Linked DNA regions of Bicyclus anynana: region 2 is linked to region 1. A link is a contact called in public Hi-C data. All regions are on one chromosome and are shown on one strand. Each heading gives the region's core, a stretch centred on a gene start, on an enhancer-like site or on the middle of the called end of the contact. The rest is flanking DNA. Distances are from core to core; before and after follow the strand shown. Region 1 overlaps LOC112053498 (supervillin). Region 2 holds the start of LOC112053498 (supervillin).

Region 1 (3,622 bases), core at 775-3,274:
TTTGGGATTCAAACTTGAACAAATAAATATTGTCCACGAAATACTAAGACAAAATATTTATCACTCCGTCATCTGTTACACACATCCGTCATATCTGAGAGAATAAATGTAATCTTGCTTGTTATTGACCTATTTTATAACAGTAACCATTTTTATAATCCCCGAAAAAGTCATAAAGCTAAACTAAGTATTGCTTAACTTAAGCGACCATTTCCTATGAAAGGTACTGATTATTTGGATTCTTTTAAGATCTTAAGTGATTTTGAGAGGTTTTAAGCAGCCACGATTTTTTTTTGTCAATATTCTCTACATTATACTACTGAATTGGCCTACTATATTTTGATGATGATGCTCTATACTCACCGGAGTGTTAACACCATCAATCCCGTTTTCAACAAGAATGTCCTCGAACAATATATCGGCTTCGCGCGGCGAACATAGATTACTGAGCAACTCACTAAACCTTTCTACTTTACGAACACACACTGCACCCAACAACCCCACTTCAGTTTTCACATTTTTTGGCACAACACAAGTTTCCACTTTCACCGGATCATCAGTTCTACTAACAGCTATCGATTCTTTAATAGGAATGTATGAATTTTTGTGACTAATCTTGAGCTCTTTCTCCTGAGCCACATTGTTCTGCACAGGAACGTCGTTAACTTCAATTTTAACTTTATTATCGTCAATCAAGTCGTTGTATAAAACATCAAACCTTTCTCTCTCCAAACTATTGGAATTACTTTTATTACCAAGTATATCATTCAATATGTCATCAACGTCAATACTCTTATCGTCATCCGTTAAACTATCTATTTTAATTGCTTCAGTCACACTAACTCTCGTTTTCTTGTCTTCTTTCTTTGAACTATTCTTTTCGTCAACGCTTTTCCCTTTAGGACTAATGACTAAATTAATTTTGTCTTTTTCTAAATTACTTTTATTATTGGAATGTTTAAGTTTCGACCTAATAGCACCATTATCTTTCTCTGGAAAGCAAGTAGTCGACGCGCTTTTTAAATTTTCTTTCTCGTGACTTTGCCTTCTATTAGAATTTGTTCGCGTTTTATCTCTATCTATAATTTTAGCGGTTTTTTGCGTTTTATTTTTTTCATCTTCTAATAAATTTTGAACAGACGAACTTCTGTTTGTTTTCTTTGTCAACTGGCAAGATTCTGAACTATTGGCTGCGGCAGCTCTCAAGCGTGAAGTTCGCGTGGTTCGTATAGGCACTGATGTTGAGGCTGTATTCAGGTTTAACTCTGAGGAAGACTTCAGGTTTGTGACAGTATCTTCTAAAGGTGACCGAGCTGCTTTCTTTGGACGCCTGAAATGAGACAGAAATAAACATTTAGTATAGATCAATAATGCCACTCTATGGACTGTCTCCAAGATTAAGTAAAGAGTAAGAAATCAAAGTTTCAAGAGGAATTGCTACTTTGGTAACCTATACTAATGTTATAAAGGCGAAATTGCAGTCGTTAGTTTGGGAATTTAGTTGCTTTATGCATGAAATTTAACATTAAAATTGTCAGGGGTAAAATATTTCGTATTTATATTATATTTAGTATACCGTTACTAATAAGCTACGAGTATATACACGTTCAACCATTGACCCTTCATTAAAAACGTGCAATGTATTTCTACTGGTTTTATTGCACAAATTAACAGTTTGCTTTTGACTATAAAATCGACAAAAAATGTGATTTCCAAACGATAATTTAAACGGCATTTGATGCCATACGCCACCCTTATATCATCTATGAAGATTGTATGGTGTAATCTCTGGATCTTGTGAACCGATTTTAAAAATTCTTTTACCACTATAAAGCCACGTTATTCGTCTGTGACACAGGCTATATTTTATCCTCATATTTTAACGGGAACAGAAACTATGCGGGAGATACCGCGTGTCGTCTGCTAGTTATGTAATAAAAAAGCATTTACCTTTCAGTAACGTTAGCGGAGAACAAAGTGGCTGTTCTAGCGATGAGCTGCACCCTCCGCTCTTCCTTGTATCTTTGTATCCTGGCCGCGCGGGCCTCGTCCGCTGATTGGCTCATTTCGTCTTCCGACTTCAGACTGTGTCACGTACTACTGTCTGCGATTGGTCTATTGCTTCGAAGGCTATTACGTCTACGAGTCTTGTCTAGCATGGCGACATCTAGCGCCTTACGGGCGGAATCATTGGCAGTGATGAATACAGGCTAAGGCTTGGGAGGTAGGCTTCAAGGCGTTGCGGTATCTGAAATTTACAAAATACACGATTTTACTCATACAATTTAAACATGAAGCGCTGTTTGTTCTAATACAGGGGTAGTTATAATTAAAAAAATACTAATACTAGTTATAATAATTAAAAAATATATAGGAAAAGCCCTAATGCGTTAAATTATTGAGTGGAAGTTAACCGAGTCAGATGTAGACTATTTTAATATTACAAAGAGGTGAAGTTTGCAGGGGGTAATAGCTGGATCAACAAAACAGATTTTGATAATTCTTTTATCATTAGAAGGCTACGTTATTTGTGAGTGTCATAGGCTATATTTTATCCTCGTAATCCCACAGGAACGATGAATTCACGTGTAAAACCGCGGGGCGTCTGCTAGTAAATAATCTTGAAGTTGTTTATAAAATACGAACAACAATTTTGCAGAATATAGATCAACGTTCAGTTAGAGATAATAGTAAAAACAATGCGAATTCCTGTAGCTAAGTAAACCAGTTTCTTCCAAGTCGAAACAAAGGGAATTAGCACGTGTAAAAATAATGTCTGCCACATTATTTTTACACACATACAATATAAGCTGTCGCACGCAAAATAGCAGAAACAATGCTGTTTAACTTATCGGGGACCACGAAGTGTGTATCAAGGCGCGTTGGCCTTTGTTCCATTGTTGCCATCCACCCCGTAAAGTACGCTTCTGCGAAATGGTTTAAGTGTAAGAATGATACTTAAGCCATTTCACAGAAGCGCACTTTACGGGGAGGATGGGAATTAGTCCTAATTAGTTTATCACGAATTATATACCTACAGATTAATTCCTTTCTTTTTCCACTTTTCTCTAGGAGGAGGGATAGGTGGAGGTTATACGTTCTGCTATATGTATATTTATTTTTACGTATCTATGTTCAACGATATTTCCGTCATTTATGGACCGATTTTGAAAATTCTGTTTTTGTTTGGAAGCGTATACTTCCAAGGTGGTCCCATTTTTTTCAGATCTGATGATGGCATCCTGGAGAAATCGAGTGGAATTTTCGAAAATCGTAGAGACGACTACTCGTAGTGCTTAGCTTTTCCGTCAAGTATCTTAAACGCTCAAAGCTTTACAGCAATTATCTCGTGTTTTGGGTTGATTAATGTGTATTGATGAGAACTATACATCTAGATAGTGACTGTCATTAGGGGTCTGATGATGGAGATGACGAACAGTAAATGGAACTCCTCAACAATGCACAGAAGCTAGCTTGTATTTGGGCTTGACTAATTTATATTGATGAGATCTTTCCACCTAGATGGGTCATGACTGCATTAGGAGTCTGGTGATGCAGACGAAGGACAGCTAAGGGAACTCTTGGACGGTTCACAGAAGCTACCTTGTGTTTGGGCTTGATA
Region 2 (3,622 bases), core at 304-2,803, 36 kb after region 1:
GAGTGGTATAAAAAGAAAAAGGACAGACCAAATAATAAAGTACTTAACAAGAAGAATTATTATCATCAGCATATTTTTAATGGTTCATTGCATTGAAATGGTTATGGTAGCAACCCTCTTAGACTGCAAGTTGATGGACTTAGTAATGAGGCAATGAGGCTTTTCAATATAGGTGTGATATGTGCCAAATTTCTATAGCTTGGCAACTTCATTTGTAACACTCCTGATGGTCCGCGCGTGCCAGGGGACATGTAGCAATGAATGAAAAACCCATGACTGATGCACCTCACCTCCCCGCATGTACAATTTCACACCCCGTTTTTCCCCCCGTCGCCCGCATATCATGAGAGTGTCATCAACAAACTTGCCAGACTATAATCTTCTCTGACATTGCAACACACCAAACTGCACAGATAATTATAATGCCACTGGGATTTATGTTTTTTAAACTGCACAGCTATGTATGAATGGCACATGCAATATGCATGCTATGTATGGCACAGAGAGCTGTGATAGCCCAATGGATAATACCTCTGCCTTCAATTTGGAGGGTATAGATTCGAATCCTGCCTGAGACATGAACCTCCAACTTTTCTGTTATGTGCATTTTAAGATATTAAATATCTTGTGTCTCAAGGGTGAAGGAAAAACATTGTGAGAAAAACTATATCCCTGAGAATATTCTTAATTTTCTACATGTGTGATGTCTGCCAATCCGCATTGGCACAGCATGGTGGACTCTTAGCTTAATCCCTCTCAGTCTGAGAGGAGATTTGTGCTCAACAGTGAGCCGAATATGGGTTATTAATGATGAAGACAGCTATGTGCCTCCTAGCCTCATGTTAATGGTAGACTGGAAGTTTGATGCATTTCAATTGATCTGAAGTATGCAATTATAAAATTTTATAATTGCATACATTATATCATTTTAAATAAGATATCTGATAAAATTGTACTTTTTATAGAATATATAAAACTCATACCTAAAAGGTCATTTTAATAAGTGATTTAAATGTATGTGGAATTAGGCACATACGTAATATAAATAATTAAAAACTTCAAAGGCTACCTTTAGGTACGCTTCATAAAAATTCACATGGTCATATGAATCAGCAAACTAAGTAAAATGCTTGATAACGAATGTAAACAATAAATCTGTTTGTCTAACCAAAATACGATTCACACAAACAAAGTTAGATAGTTTGTACTTTGTGTAAGTTTTTATTATACTTCGTAAATTCGTGATATTATTAATAAATAAAAACCCAAAACCGTTACCTTTCAAAAACCGCAGGGCAGGCAGGTTACATTAACAAACTAGACCGATCACCGATGTTATGAATTCTCAACGGTAAAAAAACACGCGTTATCTTACGGAGTAAAGTCTGTAAAACACGGAACACTACAAATAAGTAACAGGTATTAATTAGTTTGACAAATAACCAGTAATAAAATTTTATATTTAATATCGTCAGTTCAAAAATAATAAAATCTAGACGCAAACAAATTACACAACGCGACACAACACGAAACCATCAGCCGTTTTCGGTTTTTCTGCAAATGCAAAGACAAGACAAGCGTCAAATGTCATTGTCAAGTGTCAATGTCACATCAGTACGCTCTCCAATGAGGTGCTGCCAGTTTGCATAATATATATGCATATTATAATAATGCCAAAAAATATTAAAATAATTATTATTTTTGTTTTAATACACACAAAAATAAAGTTCTATTTTTATGAAGTTGTAGATTAATAATTTGTTAAACCAATATTGTGTGTTACGGTCTAATAACATAGCGCCACCTAGTGATAAATAAGGTACTAATCTGTATAAGTTTCTTCATTAGTTTAAATAGTCACTACTAGATGGCAATTTACTTCTCGTCTCTTTTGGTAGATGGCGTTGGCACATAGTTTTAAAATTTGTAATTACCGAGACGAGATCATTCAATTTCAATGAGACAAAAATGGAGTTTATTCCTTGGAATCTAGAATTTATTTATTATATTTTGTGAGAATCGATTTTTCATACATAGCCTCCGGCATCGATATAAATCTACGATCGATGGCATCCGGTATGAAAAAATATGGGCAGTAAAATTCGATGAACGAATGACAGCGTTACGTTTTTGTGCGCAACCTATTCTGCGCACCTTTCACTGTGCGCTGCCGCCTACAGTGTGCACGCCGCGGCTTACGGAATGCTGCTCCTCGGCAGTCCTCGGTAGCGCATTTCAGGCGTGAGTATTGAAACGTACATAATGTATGCTGCGGGGCAACATTGGCAGAGAGGTAGTCTTTAATTAGTAGGTATCTGCTAAGAACGGATTCTGCGATAGGGCCGGATTAAGGTCCAGAGGCTCTCACAAGTTTGTATAAAAGTCTTTCATTTATTTTGCTATAAACTTGAAATTTAGCAGGGAGGTGTTTTATAATTGGTAGACGTCTGTTACAAGCCAATTTTACAACTTACTTATACTATATTATAGTAGTGGTCGAATATAACGTTCGTTGTTTAATAAGCGACTAAATGAAATTAAGTCAATTTTCCACATTTGTCACTCTGTTTTGATGTACTAGTCCATCTCTAGGCTAAAATATCATTGTATTGACCACATTCAGAGGAAGTATCTGTTCCAACCGTGCCGTGGTCGTGATAGCCCAGTGGGTATGACTTCTGCCTCCGATTCCGGAGGGTTTTTTTTGACGGCCTCCGTGGCGCAGTGGTATGCGCGGTGGATTTACAAAACGGAGGTCCTGGGTTCGATCCCCGGCTGGGCAGATTGAGATTTTCTTAATTTGTTCAGGTCTGGCTGGTGGGAGGCTTCGGCCGTGGCTAGTTACCACCCTACCGGCAAAGACGTACCGCCAAGCGATTTAGCGTTCCAGTACGATGCCGTGTAGAAACCCAAAGGGGTGTGGATTTTCATCCTCCTCCTAACAAGTTAGCCCTCCTAACAAGTTAGCAAGTGTGGGTGTGTGTCGAATCCGGCCCGGGGCATGCATCTCCAACTTTTCAGTTGAGTGCATTTTAAGAAATTAAATATCACGTTTCTCAAACTGTGAAGGAAAAACATCGTGAGGAAACCTGCATACCTACCACAGAATTTTCTTAATTATCTGCGTGTGTAAAGTCTGCCAATCCGCATTAGGCCAGCGTGGTGGACTAAGGCCTAACCCCTCTCATTCTGAGAGTAGACTCGAGCTCAGCCGTGAGCCGAATGTGGGTTGATAATGATGATGATGATGATCTAACATTTGGTCAATTATTTTTAATAAAAAGGTAGTAGGTCTTTATAATATAATCAAACACCAAAATAACTGAAAACATTTTATTTGATTCATAACTTTTTTTCATAATATAAATAACGCTCTTTATAATAATAACTGGAAGCCTCTACATAAAAATAAGTAGGTATGTTTTATATAATTACATTTCATATAGGTACAACAATATAATAGTAAGTAAAATGTATGCCGCGATATAGTTCTCGTCTAAAGCGCAAAATCATAATTAAAAAAATCAAGGTATAACAAAATATTTTGTAGATAGATGGTACGAATATGTAGTGTCCATTACAATACAAATAAAACATAATAGTTTCGAATATAATATACAAT

The links. A called contact is a pair of places that touch in the nucleus more often than the background predicts.
Region 2: a contact with region 1 is called in a Hi-C map of whole body, with 1.6 times the contacts expected there. The contact joins the promoter of LOC112053498 here to the enhancer-like site in region 1. A contact is called at or near these places in 2 of 2 Hi-C or Micro-C datasets (whole body and whole larva).

Annotation. Positions count from the first base shown.
Region 1 is chr15:12,201,282-12,204,903 of ilBicAnyn1.1, forward strand. It overlaps LOC112053498 (supervillin), which reads right to left. Exons shown (of 26, transcript XM_052885955.1): 2 at 1,951-2,248; 3 at 364-1,330. The coding sequence starts at 2,066. Among protein-coding and RNA genes, the nearest start is that of LOC112053498, 36 kb to the right of the region's middle. Within about 2 kb of position 2,025, at least 5 of the 8 cell types and tissues checked have open chromatin away from gene starts, as enhancers often do.
Region 2 is chr15:12,237,738-12,241,359 of ilBicAnyn1.1, forward strand. It overlaps LOC112053498 (supervillin), which reads right to left and starts at 1,554. Exons shown (of 26, transcript XM_052885955.1): 1 at 1,279-1,554. It overlaps LOC112054507, which reads right to left. Exons shown (of 3, transcript XM_052885963.1): 3 at 3,320-3,622.